2 separate regions of the Mus musculus genome follow, and region 2 is linked to region 1. Evidence: chromatin contacts called from public HiChIP or PLAC-seq data. All regions are on one chromosome and are shown on one strand. Each heading gives the region's core, a stretch centred on a gene start, on an enhancer-like site or on the middle of the called end of the contact. The rest is flanking DNA. Distances are from core to core; before and after follow the strand shown. Region 1 holds the start of Mecom (MDS1 and EVI1 complex locus). Region 2 has its middle 39 kb from the start of Mecom.

Region 1 (6,870 bases), core at 4,028-6,527:
AGAAGGAAAAGCAGACCTGGGGCTGTTACAGAAATGCCTGGACAGCAGCTTCCAGTCCTGAATGAGTTAAACATCACCCCAGAAAATGGTGCAAGCATGGCCTCTTTGCAATGTTTTCTGCTTCCTCCAGACCCAGGTGCCCACCTCAGAGCCCTTCCCTCAGCCACAGGGAATGCCCTGCAGAGGGAGTGAATAAAGGAGGAGATGCACAAGAATGTTCTAGAACCGGGGACCGGACTGTGAGAGATTTACCCACGGTTTTCACGTGTCTACACTGTTATTGTAAACAAGGCAAGTGGTACACCAGACGCTGAGCACCCTGGAGTTGAAGAGGGGACGCATTGTTTAATCAAATCCTTGAGCTCAAAAGTATGCTCTGAAGGACCGAAGGAATGGACTCATTCCTGAGACTTTCCCTGCCCAGCTCAGAGGCCCCATGAGGGCCAAGTTTCTCTACACCCAGCAGTTTGGAAATGAAGAGTACAGGGTGACACCAGCTATAAAGAATTGAGCTCTGTCTAGCTCCTGGTACCTTAGAAACCGGAAATGAGCTGGTGACCAGACAAGCCAAGTCTCCCCACCTTGAGGTACTTTGGGGGATGCCACAAGAAAGGAGTCCAAGGTGGAAGCTCAGGGAGCTGCTAACTATGCCCTCTTGCTCCTCTGGCCCTCATCAGACCCAGCCAGAAGTCCTCAGCTGTGGCCTTCGTGCTCTGGTCTGTGCTGTAGCTTCTGTTAACCTGCCCCATACTTCCAAAAACAAAACAAAATAAACTCCCAAACGACCGCAAGTTTAAAAAGAAACTACTTACAACACACACACACAGGGAGGGAGAGAGAGAGAGAGAGAGAGAGAGAGAGAGAGAGAGAGAGAGAGAGAGAGAGAGAGAGAGAATGAGAGAATGAATATTCTGGAAAGACTGAATTTATATTTGACAGTCATTGAGTGTCCGTACACAGGAGTAGGCCCTGGGATGCAGGAAGAGATTTGGCTAGGAAGGTGTGAGTTGGGGCTATCCTCAAAAATTACAAGCTCACTCAGAAGACACAGAACAGAGGCACACAATCACCAAACCCTGAGACTCACAGTCCCAGCACATAAGGCTCTGCAGCTAATGAACCATCCACTCCCACGGTGTTGGGATGAGGGGAGAATGAAAAGCATAATTAACCTTTCCCTAAACACAGATCCAAAACGGGGTGCAAACCGCAGTGAAATGGTGCCTCAAAGTGCCAAATGAAATAAAGAAGCCCTAAGCCAGCCAGGGTAATGCTCAAATAATGGCGAACGACGCGCCTTTCTAGAAGAAGCCCCAGCCTCCTCCGTTGGGAGAACAATTTTTTCCTCGTGCAGAGTAGTCTGGAATAAACACATAAGCATATGCTTGAAAGCAAGTCTCTATTTCTCTATTTCGATGCAGCTTCTTAAGGGTGAATGAGCATGCAAGAAGTTCTGCCTAACCAGGGCTGTGAATTAACCTTAGAATCCTAAGGGTTGGCCTGCTAGAGCGAATTTAAACACGGGAGGCAGAGCGGGCTTGTACCTTTCCTACTTCGGGGCCTGTTCCCAAACAAAGATCAAGTACAGAAGTAACAAGTGCCTCCCTGTCACCGCCAGGGTTTTAATAATCTCATTGCCTTCTTAAGCGACTTCCGGGGAGACGTGCAATAAGGGGTTTACTGAATGTAATATGTTCATTGCTTTGATTGAAACCCCCGTAGGCTGGTACTTTGGCAAAGTGGGGTGGGTGTTCCTTCAGTATTTTAGGCTCTAGACCTGCAGGGCAGACCCCACCTCACTTCCTTCCCCCACCCCCACCCTGAGGAGAGTGGCAACAGGAATTTCTGGCAAGGCCCAGGTGCTTCTCCAGCTGCCCCACACACCCCAAATAAAACGGCTGAGAAGCCTCCTGGATGCCAGAATGGGCTTGCCTTATTTAGTTTTCTTTTCTCGAAGATGGAAATATAAGTCAAAGGTTTTAGGCAGTACAAATGTCAGTTCTCTTGCTTTTCCCTTTTAAGAAAACTTTTTACATTAAACCTTTCTACCTTCCCGTACGGTTTACAACGAAATTATTAGTTTCAAGTATTGTGTAAAAATTAGGTCCTATAAATTAGACCGAAGATAGAGCACACAATCTGTTCCTGTAACATCAGGGAGTATTTTCAAGGTATGTGGTCTCTGGTCTCTAACCATGGGCTTTAGCCAAAACCAAACTAAACTGACATCCACCAAAGACGTACACAAAAGAAACGGAATAATCAAGTATGGGAGAAAGAACTATTTGTGTGTGGTTTGTTTCTCTTGTAATGCTTACGTTTGCCACGATTACAGTAAATTGGTTTTGTCTTGTTTTGTTTCAGATATGCTGGTTACATTACCTCTTCCTAACTCAGGAAGGGGGGAAAAAGAAACAGTGACTGCAAACAGCTAAGTTTCCGTTGGATGATTGCACCGCAGGGGTCACCAGCCACCTCTGCCACGCGCAGTTCGGCAAAAGGAAATAGCGCTTTAAAATACAAAAATCCGTAGTTCTGATATGATTTCCTTTATTGCTCAGACGGTAGCTGGAAAACTGCACTACGCGGCGCCCGTGTCTCTGGAAGGCAGCCGCAGAAGCAGTAAAAGCCCCGCTAGTGGGAACCTGGGGCTCAGCAGGAAAAGTTCCTAAGGCTGGGGTCCTGCTCTCTAGAGAGCACATGGGCATCCTTACCCCACACGAGACAAAAATCAATGTGTCTCACATGCGGTGACTGACAAGTCTCATCAGATCAGAAAGGAGGCTCAGCTTCTGGACTCAGTAGTGGGCTACAGGGTGTACAGCTTGCTTAGCAATTAAAATAGCTAAGGCGCGCGGGGGCGGGGGCGAGCCTTAAGAAAATTCGAAAGGTTTTGCGTTCAGCTTTCGCTTCGTCGGATGCTGGGCAACCAAGCAGGGTGAAAGCCTTAGGCTTTCATTTCACAACTTACTGCTCGGTTGAAACGATCTCCCCGCCTCCTCTCAAATACACACACACACACACACACACACACACACACACACACCCCTAACCTTTGAAGTCTCAAAGCCATCAAGCATGTGTACATTTATTCCCTCTCAGAAGAAAATAAAGACTCAGTGAAAAGCCAACAGGAAAAACAGTTTCGCTGGCGCACTTTACACTGTTGCAACGAAGTGAAATGAGCCGTAGGAGCAGAGAAAGAAGCCGGCTGACTGACCGAGGAGGCCGACTGACGGCCCAGTATTTAGGTTGATCTCTGCGACCCGAGTTCCAAGAGAAAAGATGCCGCTAGAGCGTATGTGAGTGCAGGACACGAGTGCGGAGTGGCTGGAGCACTGGAAAGACGCCCGGGAGGACAGCGTCTCGCCGGGCGTTACGTTGCATTCCCCACACCGGGAATGCCGGGGGGCTACGACTGTAGCCGGCGCCGCTGTGCCAGGACGCGCCCGGTGGTGCTGCATGGAGCGCCTCCAGCCCTAAATTCCAATGTGCAAGGGATGGGGGGGTACGCTTGGGGACTTCACTGGGGCAAACATACTATCCACATCCTATCTTTAGTCTCTCTGGTCCGAAACAAAACAATTAAGAGAGTTCGAGATTCCTCAAGTCCAAGTGTGAGAGGCATGGGCGGCCTGGCCGGTCCTTTCCCGAAGCAGCTCTGATGTCCGAGGGAGTAAGAAGGCGGCAGGCTGCTCGTTGGGCCCCCTTCAACGCTGGGCAGAAGCATTTGAACAAACCCACCTCAGACTCCTACTAGTCCCTGCTAAGCAACCCTTCCCACCCTACCCTGTCCTGGAGTGTCACCCAAGCCTTCCCTGAAAGCGTGGGGGATGGTAGTCTAGTCCCCCATAGCCCCAAACCCCACTACCCTAGTCCCGCGTGACCGAGGCTGCTCCGCTCCGGGCAGACAGAGGGCGCCGGGGAGGACGAGTGACCCGGGACCCCGGCTGCACCCAGAAAGAGAACGGCAGGCTGAGCTGCTCCCCCTTGGTGGCCCCGAGTTCCGGCAGCCCGCCCCCTGGGGGTCACTCGGCGCCCTGCCAGCCCGGGCTTCTCGGGTCGGAGCGCGCCCTCCTGGCCTTACGGAGCAGCGTTCTCGGCTGGCCGCGCGCCCTCCACGCCCGGGCCTGAGAACGCCGGCGCGGCCTCCGCTCTCCCCACCTGCCGAGTGACTCTGCGGAGCCGAGAGCTCGGCGCTGCCGGGGTTCCCCCCACCCATCCCCAGGACCGTGTCCCCCCCGGCCCCCCTGCCTCCCCTTCCCCAGGGCTCCCGCCGCGTCGCACACGCCGCCGCGTACAAGGACCGAGCGCACAGCGCCCACTACCGCAGCCGCGGCTAGGCGCAGCGCCGATCGCCCGCGCAACTTGCAAGCGGCCGCCTCGCAACTTTTCCCAACTCCATCGCGGCCGGCTGCGGCCACAGCCACCGCGGCTCCCTCGGAGCCCGCCACCCGTCCCAAACCCCAGAAACAAACAGAGCTTCAGAAAGGCGCCCTTCCCCTGCCCGCCCCCCCCCCACCCGCTTCCCCCCTCCTCCCGCTCCGGGAACTAGCTGGTTGGCCAGAGGCGACTCTCCCCCGCCTGGGGGGGGAAGGGAGGGGAGGGGGACACACTCTCCTCTCCCCCCACCCCTTCGCGCTCACTCGCGCGCGCCCTCCTCCCTCCCTCCCAGCTTTTTGCTGCCCCCACCCCCACCCCGGAGTTGCCACAGCTGGTCCTGGTGCGGGGCTCAGGGCTACCGCGCTTCCACTGCGCCCAGAGCAGGAGCCAGGGCGCGGAGGCAGGAATCGGCAGGTTGCTCCGGCTGCCGGCTGCGCTGTGCCTGCCTTCCACCCCAGGCCCCCCGCGCCAAAGCAGCCCGCGCTCTCTCCCCGTGCGCTAGACACAGATACGCAAGATGGCAGAGAAGGGGGGGAAGCCAATAGAAAAGGGATATTGCACCTACTTGTGGCCAGTTTCCTTGCCCTGCCTTTGGATCTCATGCTGTGCCCAGTCCTGCAGCCGCTGCTGGGTGGTTAGGTTTTTTTTTTCTTGGATCTTTTCCTTCTTTTGCTCTCTCTCTCCCCCTCCCTTCTCTCTCTCTCTCTCTCTCTCTCTCTCTCTCTCTCTCTCTCTCTCTCCTCTGTCTCACACACGCACACACACGCACACACTCGGTCTTTCACTCTCTCTCCCTCCCTCTCTCTCTTTCTCTCAATCCACACTCGCTATCTCTAGCATTGTCAGTTTGGACACCTTCGCACATGCGCGTTAGACGCCCCTCCAACATCTCAGCGCCGCCAAAAAAAGTTTGGAGCGATTTATCACTTTGATTTGGAGATCTTGTCAGATGGCAATCGCCGAGGAGGCGGAGAAAGGGAGCTACGGGGAGGGCGGCAGGGGGCGGGGAGCGAGCGCGGGGAGCTGGAGGGGAGCAGACACTTCGCCCAAACGGGAAAAAAAATAAAAAGAAAGAAAGAAAAAGAAAAGAAATGAAAAGTCTTGGACAGAGAATTGATTCGTGGGGCAGAGGACTATGTCTGTGTGGGAGTCAATAAGCCTGCATTATAATTATTATTAATGTTTTCTCCACCATAAATTACATTGTCTGTAGGGGAACCGAGCGGAGGAGGGAAAAAAAACTTTAGGATAAATCTTTCCGTCTACACAAGAACTAGGCTGAGGACTGGACCGTGAACGTGTTATCAGAAGGCGAGAAGCATCTTGAACTTCAGAGCTCTGCCCTTGCTGCCGCTCTCTCCTTCTGAAGTTCCTGGGGCTTCCGCTTTGGATGAATAACCGGTTCTCGATTTTAGCTGTAATACCAACGGTAGCTGCCATCCTAGGAACATTTCAGTAGTCTGTTTCCATCAAGTAGCAACAATCGCCCTTGATGCCCAGGTCCCGCCGGGCTGAACATTTGACATCCAAGACCTCCTGCCTTGCCTAAGGTCGGCCGGCACCTTCCGGCCTCCTGCTGCTACCCAGCCCGCCTGCCATTTCCACTCACTCACTGAAACCTACAACCTCTGGGGTCACCAGAAGGAGGAAGGGGGGAAATTCCATACGCATACCTAGAAAATACAAAACGTACATTGTTGAAATGTGCCTAATTACAGAATTTACTAATGAAGTGTGCAGGCAGAAATGAAGGCGCAAGGGGTTAGGTGTGTTCAAGGTATGAATCACTCCCAACTCAGTATGGATTTTTCTTAGTACAACCTTCTTGCATTAAACAGTTGTGTTCAATACCTTCCACGTGCTATTTATGTCTCCATTAATATCTGCTGCAAATCCTGCCAGACACCATAAAAGAAAATTGCCATCTTTTCCGTGCGGTGCTGCTACCATCCTAAAACTCAAGTCGGAAGAAGCAGGAAAGTCCTGGTCTCTCCTCTGAGAGAGCAAGGACGAGCAGGGTTGTTGGGAACTCAGTTGCACCTGTTGGTATTCATTTAGTTTGAGCTCAGACTGCGGTTGTGAGAGAGCGAATATCTAGGTTCAATTCCCAGGGGCTTCGGTGGCCAAGCTTACAGGACCTACCTCATCTAAGAATACCCACCACCTTTCCCTCCCCAGAGCTGTGTAATTCCAGGAGCATTCAGACATAAGATACAGGTCCCTAGAGAACCAAGCTACAGCTCCCAAGGGAGACAGATGTGTAACCTTGAAATATGAGGGAGAGACAGGGGAAGTAAAGGAGGAAATGGCAGAGAACCGGAGTGAAAACAGCTTCCAGAGGAGAAAATGCTGGAGCCCACACACACATGAATCCCAGGGAATCCTGCCATCTCCATCTCCCCTCCCCCACAGAGGCACCTGGGATTTTACAAGACCTACTAGAGCTCTAGTGGCCTACTGCATGCAGGTGTATGTGTGTGTGTGTGT
Region 2 (6,454 bases), core at 645-3,144, 37 kb after region 1:
ATGTTCCAACGATGTTAAAACTGGTTAGGAAAGGTACTAAGGAATTATGGGATAGCATCCAGGCTTCTAATTTGAGTGAGTAGGGGACTCACTACGCAAAGTGGTAGGGGAGAAGAAGATGACAGGCTCAGAGCTGAACTCTTCCAAGTAGGCGAGCATCCGGAGTTTAGAATCGGAATGAATGTTGGCCATACTCGCTGAGGCTGAGAGGACTGCCCCAAGAGTGAGTTGTACAATTGTGCTTGGTACAATGACTTTTATCATTTTTTGTGGTTAGTACATAAATCCTTTTCCTATTTGAGAGAAATAAGAACTAAAGGGAGGCAGAGGCCTGTCCTCCCTGAGAGAAATCACAGGAGATCAGTTTCCATGGCAGCGCCTAACAGCCGGGGTGAAATCACATGACCTGGACTTGGCCAATCAGACGGCATACCACCAAAGTTTTACAAATTGGGGGATGGCTCAGAGTGGTGGTGGAAGACCTGGCTGTACATGTGACAGGACGATGACAGCAATACTATTCCCCTCCTTTCTATAGCTTCCCAAGGTCATCCTTGAGAAGGACTCCAAGAGCTAATGCTAGTTCATCACCATGGTCAATTATGAGCCTACACTTTGACTGAAAGTGGGGGTGGTCCGTGTTCCATCTCTTATCCTGGGATGTACACTTGAGAATTTGCTTTCAGGGTTGTTTGTTTGTTTGTTTGTTTTGTTGGTTGATTTGGTTGGTTGGTTGGTTGGTTTTGTTTTGGGGTTTTTTGTTGTTGTTGTTTGGGTTTTTGTTTTATTTTTATTTTTTGGTTTGGTTTGGTTTGGTTTGTTTGTTTAGTAAGCATAACTATGCATGCAAACCATTCTTTTAAAACAGGGTTTCATGTAGCATAGGCTGACCTCAGACTCACTATGTAGCTGAGGGTGAGCTTGACCTGATTCTCCTGCATTTATATACCTCTCACGTGCTGAAATTATAGATATATACTACCATCCCTGGCTTATATGGTGCTGGAGATTGAACCCAAGACTTCGTGCACACTACAAACTGTAAGGCAAGCACTGTACCAACGGAGGTATTTCCCCGGTCCAGGAGTAGTTGTCTTTAAGAGTAATGTCTTTACTTTATATTTGCCCACTGACTGTCTAGAAAGGAAGCATCTAACTAGAAATAGCATTAAAATCATCTAATCAGAGCTAAAGCTTTGTGTGCAGCTGGGGCACCTGCATCGCCACAGACTCAGACTCTGTTGTCACATTCCTCAGCCCCCAGACCCCCTACCCACTCACTGTGTGCCACCAATGTTTCTCTTTGGTAAATGATAGACATTTCCCTCTCCTTGGCAGCTTCCCTCGAAATATTATCAGTTCTGCCTCACCATTCCCGATGCTAAGGAAGGCTCTTCCTCTTGTGGCTTTCCAGTCTTGTCGCCAAGCTTGGACAGCTAGGATCCCTCAGCGGTACTTTGTCACTTGGCTCTTGAGGCTTGTAGATTCGTCTCCATCCCACTCACACCTCCCCCTCTTTCCCCACGCAGATAAACTTGGAATCGTTTCTCAGGGGCTGTCTAGAGGGTATGCGAAGGACACCAGTTTAGGCTACTAGAAGGAGCCCGTTCCCACGGCTGGAATGAAATCTGTGCCTTTGGGGGTTCCCTCCTGTCCTGTTCGTCTTGCTGGGACCTACCGCACGCCATTTTATCCCAGCATCTCGGAATAGAAAGTCGTCCGTCACACCTGCACATTTTATTACAAGTCTGTTGTTTGTTTGCTGGATCCGGATGGGGGAGGGGTGGTGGGAAATTCAGAGTCAGAGGAAAGCTGTCTCTCAGCTCAGTTCCTCTGCTGCTGCGGGCTCCATTCCAGTTGGTGCAACAAGAGATCGGGGCCTGTGTTTGCTTTTCTTGGCATCTTCAGAGGTGATGTCTGTAGCTGAAGACACTGGGGCTGTTGCCAGAAGCCCTGCTGGAGCTGGGACTGTGTGATTCCAGGTTCTAAGATCTCATCTACTCGCAACGATGGAGAACATTTTGATCTTGGCAGACACTCTCATGCCGGCACTCCATATCCACCGGGTTCTTCTTCTCCTGGCTTCTCAGACCCCGAGCAGAGCAGCAAAGTGACCTCTGGACACACACAACTGGGCAGCAACACCATCTCTGGAATTCCCGGTGTCTCCCTGGGGAACTTGTCACCGTGGACACAAACATGATTACAAACTGCTAGTGACCTGGCAGCACATTAACACAGTCCCATGAGGGGAAAGAAGAGCAAAACTTCCTTTTCTGGGAGCTAGCCCCACCGTCCTGCCTATGTCACACCCAGAGAAGTACAAGTTTCAGCCATGCAGATGAGCACCAGGCTGAACACAGCAAAACAAAATTCTCTCCTTGACAGGAAACTAGTTCTGCCTTTACAGCCCAGGGCCTTGAGCTATCGCCTCCGATGCATGTCTATACTCTGGCCTACTCCTACCATCTCTGGCATGCTTGCTGTGTGTTTTCTGCTATGCCTTATTTTTTTCCTCAGAGTCTTGTTTAATTGTCTCTCCGATTTCCATTGACTTCTTCCCTACTGCCGATGTTTGTAACCGGGATTGGCTGCATAAATATTTCCAAACCATCTCAGAAGTGTTGTCGCTGATGAGAGCAGACAGAAGGCATTTCCAAAAGTATAAGAACATGGATTTGGGGGTGGGGGGGTGGCTTCTCCTGCAACTGAGAGAAGGAAAGTTATATTGCAGAGTCCGGAGGAAGCTTGACACAATCCTCCCACACTGTCCCTGCATGTCCTCATGTGCGCATTCCTTAAAAAATACTGGGAGCTTACCTCCACGCTCGTTATTTCTCCAGCTGCTGGTCCTCACCTTCTGGAACTGACTTATGGCCAGCAAAGATATCAGGATGAGCCCCGTACTACCGGGTGGTAACTGCACATTTGGGAAGACCTGGAGCATGAAGCAGAACTCTGTAGAGAAACTAGGCCTAGCGGAACTTCCCCCTCCTACTTAAGAGCTTTGGGATTTGTTTTCACTTTCTTTTTTTTTTAATTTAAGTTTGTCCTAAATAGATAATCTCTTCTTGTGTCTTAAATTCAAAAGTATAGGGCTGGAGAGACAGTTCAGTGATTGCAAGCATCTGCTGCACCTGCAGAGGACCTAGGTTTGGCTCCCACCATACAAGTGGCAGCCTTCAACCATCTGGAACTCCATTGCAATAGAATTTAATATCCTCTTCTGACCTCCACTGACAGCAGGCATGCCCAAGGCATAGGTAAACACCCAGATACATAAAATAAAAATAAATCAAGTATACATTAAAAGGTTCACTAAACAATTTCATCACCCTGGCTCTCCCATCAATGGTTTCCTTCTACTTGTATGTAGGTTTCCTTCACTACAAGCAATTTGCCAGAAATTTAGCTGCTTAAAACAAAGCCTATGTGTTACCTCACAGTTTCTATCGGCCAGAAGCCTGAGCAGTGTTACTGGGTATTCTGCAGAGTTGCTCAAAGTGTAATAGAGGGGCCTTGTGGATCCGTCTGGCAGCATGCAATACCAATAGGAGGACACTTAGACAGGCTGAACTTGGAGAACTCAAGGACGAGGCAACGGTCAGTGAGAGTAGGAGGGTGAGGGGATGACTTCGGAGACTGAAACTGTCTGCTTTTGGGTGGTTTGCTTGGTTTTTGTTTTGTTTTGGTTTTTTTTGTTTTTGTTTTTGTTTTTGTTTTGTTTTGTTTGTTTGTTTGTTTGTTCAGTGCTGAAGCCTGGACCTTGAGCTTGCCAGGGAAGTACTCTGCAGCCTTTTGTATTCTTCTTCGGGAGAAAGTTCCTCCTGGTTAGCAAGAGTCACAAAACTTTTCAGCCTTACTCTCCTCTGGTTCTTCCAAATTCTGCATGGCTATCCCCAGTGTTCTTGGAGTCTCCAAGCTTTAAATACAGGAATACATCGTACTTTTGGTAAACCATCTGTGAATTTTGAAAAATGCACAAAACTATGTGATCAGCACAGCAGGTTTGCTACGGAACAGGCTCGAGACTCCTGAAATGTTCTCTCAGGCTGCTGTTAGGACTTCCCAAAGCAGAACGTCCCATCTGCTCATCTGGATCTTTGCCTGCTCCAGAATTATGTCATATACACGGAATCCTGCTGCTGTGGTGTGTGATTCTGTCCTCCTTGGTTCATGTGCTGAAACCTGACTCCCGATGCGTTTGTGTTAAGAGGTGGGAACATGGGGAGGTGGTTAAGTCACAAGTGCAGAGAATTTACAGGTAGGATCAGTGTTCTGATATAAGAGGCCCAAGGGCCCGCAAGGTGGCTCTGCAGGTAAACGCACCCATCATCAAGCTGGGTTACCTGAGTTCACACACTCACGCACACACAGGGAGTAAACAAAAAGGTAATAAAAGAAAGGTTTCCTCCTCTCACAATGGGAGAACAGACACTGGTCGCATCACCAGCAAGCAGCTGGCCTTCAGTGGACGTTGGTCTGCTCTCCTGGAACCTGGACTTCCCTGCCCCCTGATCTGTGTGAATTAAACACACATTATTTACAAATTACTCAATGTGAGCTGCTGTGCCACTCTTGCCCTCAGCTACCTACCGTACAGCCTTTGAGCCTGGCTTCTCCCGCTCTACACAGTACACTGGAGGATCACTCGTGTTGTTAGATGTAGAGCATATCGCCTCTTCCCTTTTCCTGCTGATCGAGTGCTGTCAGCAGGGCCTGTCACTGTTTGTACAAGTGAAGGTTATTTAAGAGGTTTCCAGATTTCAGTTACTAAAAACATTGCATTCTTATCTGCAACTCTGCAACATACAGACCCCCGCTCTGTGTGTGTATGTACATGATTGTGTGTTTGTGTGTGTGCGTGTGTGCATGCGTGCCCATAGTTAGTTAGATATACACTAATAGATGTTCTTTTGTTTTTAGCCAATATATAGGCACTGTATAGTGTAGTCTAGCCTGAAGCTCACAATAGCCCTGCCTCCACCCTCCAAATGCTAGAATTATGGGAGTGAGCAGTCACATTCAGCTTCCTTGTATTCTCGCCTCTCTTCCTTTCCTTTCTCTATTTTCTTTTCCTCTCTCATCTCTTTCTTTTCTTCCTTTTCTATAAACAACCAGTACACTTTTTTCACTGCTAGTAAAACACAGTTGATTTTTCAAGATATGATTTTTATGCAATATATACTTCCTAAACTTAATTAGTTCTGGGAGCTTTTGTAGATATCTTCCTTTTTAAAAAAAGTTTTTAAAAATTATTTTTAATTATACAAATGCCTGTCTTTGTGTATGGGGGGGAGGAGGGCTGCACAAAAGCATGAAGTACCTGAAGAGGCCAGAAGAGGGTGTCAGTTGTCCTGATGTTTGTAAGCTGCTCTACATCAGGGCCAGGAGCTAAACTGGTCCTCTGCAAGAGCAGTGTGTTCTCTTAACCACTGAGCCATCTCTCCAGCCGCACCTTTAAGCTTTCTGTGTTAATAGAAACAGTTTTCGTTTCTTCCTCACTTGCCATGCCTTATATACCTTCCCCTTGCCTCATCTCATTGATTGGCTTCCAATAGAGGTGCCACTCCCTGATAATCAACCATTGAAATCTATAAGCCTATGGGAGCCACTCCTATTCAAACCACCACACCATCCTACATGGGTGAGTTTCATTTTCATTTTGTTGATGATAAACAATACTAAACTTATCTCAAATGTTTAGGCCTCTATATTGTATACTTACACTTATATAAATACACGTGTATGTCTTCTGAGAACTGAGTATCCAAATCATCTTTTACACTTTTTATTTATTTATGTACTGTGGGGGAGGGGGTACATACACATTCCACTGCATGGCTGTGGACGTCAGAGGATAACTTAAATTGGTTCCCTCCTTCTACCATGCTGGGCCCTGGACTGGCATTCAGATCATGAGGCTTGGTGGCAAACACCTTTACCTATTGAGCCATCTCACTGGCTCTGAATTGTTTGATTGTTTTATGTATCCTGGATACTAATCTTTATCAGATGGAGATTGCAAATATTTTCTCCCAGTTTCATGTTGTCTCTTCACATAGAAGTTTTGTAGCTTGAGTTAATCCAGTTGGACTGTTTGCACTTTTTTTAAAATTCACATTACATCCCAATATCAGCACCCTCTCTCATTGCAGTGCCCCCTCACACAGATTCCCCCCCCCCACTTCTCTTTCACCTCTGAGAAGCAGGAGCCCTCCTTGGGTATCAATACCCCCTCCCCAGCACATCGAGTCACTGCAGGACTAGGCACATCCTCTCCCACTGAAGCCAGACAAGGCAGCCCAGTTATGGGAATGAAATCCACAGGCAGGCAACAGAGTCAGGAACAGCGCCTGCCCCAGTTGTTAAGGGACCCACATGAAGACCAAGCTGCACATCTGCTACATATGTTTGGGAAGCCTAGGTCCAGCCTATGCTGGCTCTTTGGTTG

What was found. HiChIP or PLAC-seq counts read pairs in DNA pulled down with a chosen protein or histone mark.
Region 2: an H3K27ac HiChIP or PLAC-seq map of heart atrium shows a contact between it and region 1, with 13 read pairs. The contact joins the enhancer-like site here to the promoter of Mecom in region 1. A contact is called at or near these places in 3 of 39 promoter capture datasets (the 3T3-L1 cell line and 3T3-L1-derived adipocytes), 2 of 484 Hi-C or Micro-C datasets (beige adipocytes and brown adipocytes), 3 of 115 datasets of contacts at active chromatin or transcription factors (embryonic stem cells, fibro-adipogenic progenitors and heart atrium) and 2 of 9 other capture datasets (adipose tissue and liver).

Annotation. Positions count from the first base shown.
Region 1 is chr3:30,504,482-30,511,351 of GRCm38.p6, forward strand. Mecom (MDS1 and EVI1 complex locus) reads right to left here and starts at 5,278. Exons shown (of 16, transcript NM_001370769.2): 1 at 4,949-5,278. The coding sequence starts at 4,985.
Region 2 is chr3:30,545,062-30,551,515 of GRCm38.p6, forward strand. No RefSeq gene overlaps it. Among named protein-coding and RNA genes, the nearest start is that of Mecom, 39 kb to the left of the region's middle. Within about 2 kb of position 1,895, at least 32 of the 459 cell types and tissues checked have an H3K27ac peak or open chromatin away from gene starts, as enhancers often do. A contact at or near this core is called in 3T3-L1-derived adipocytes, adipose tissue, beige adipocytes and 3 more, where this site is marked.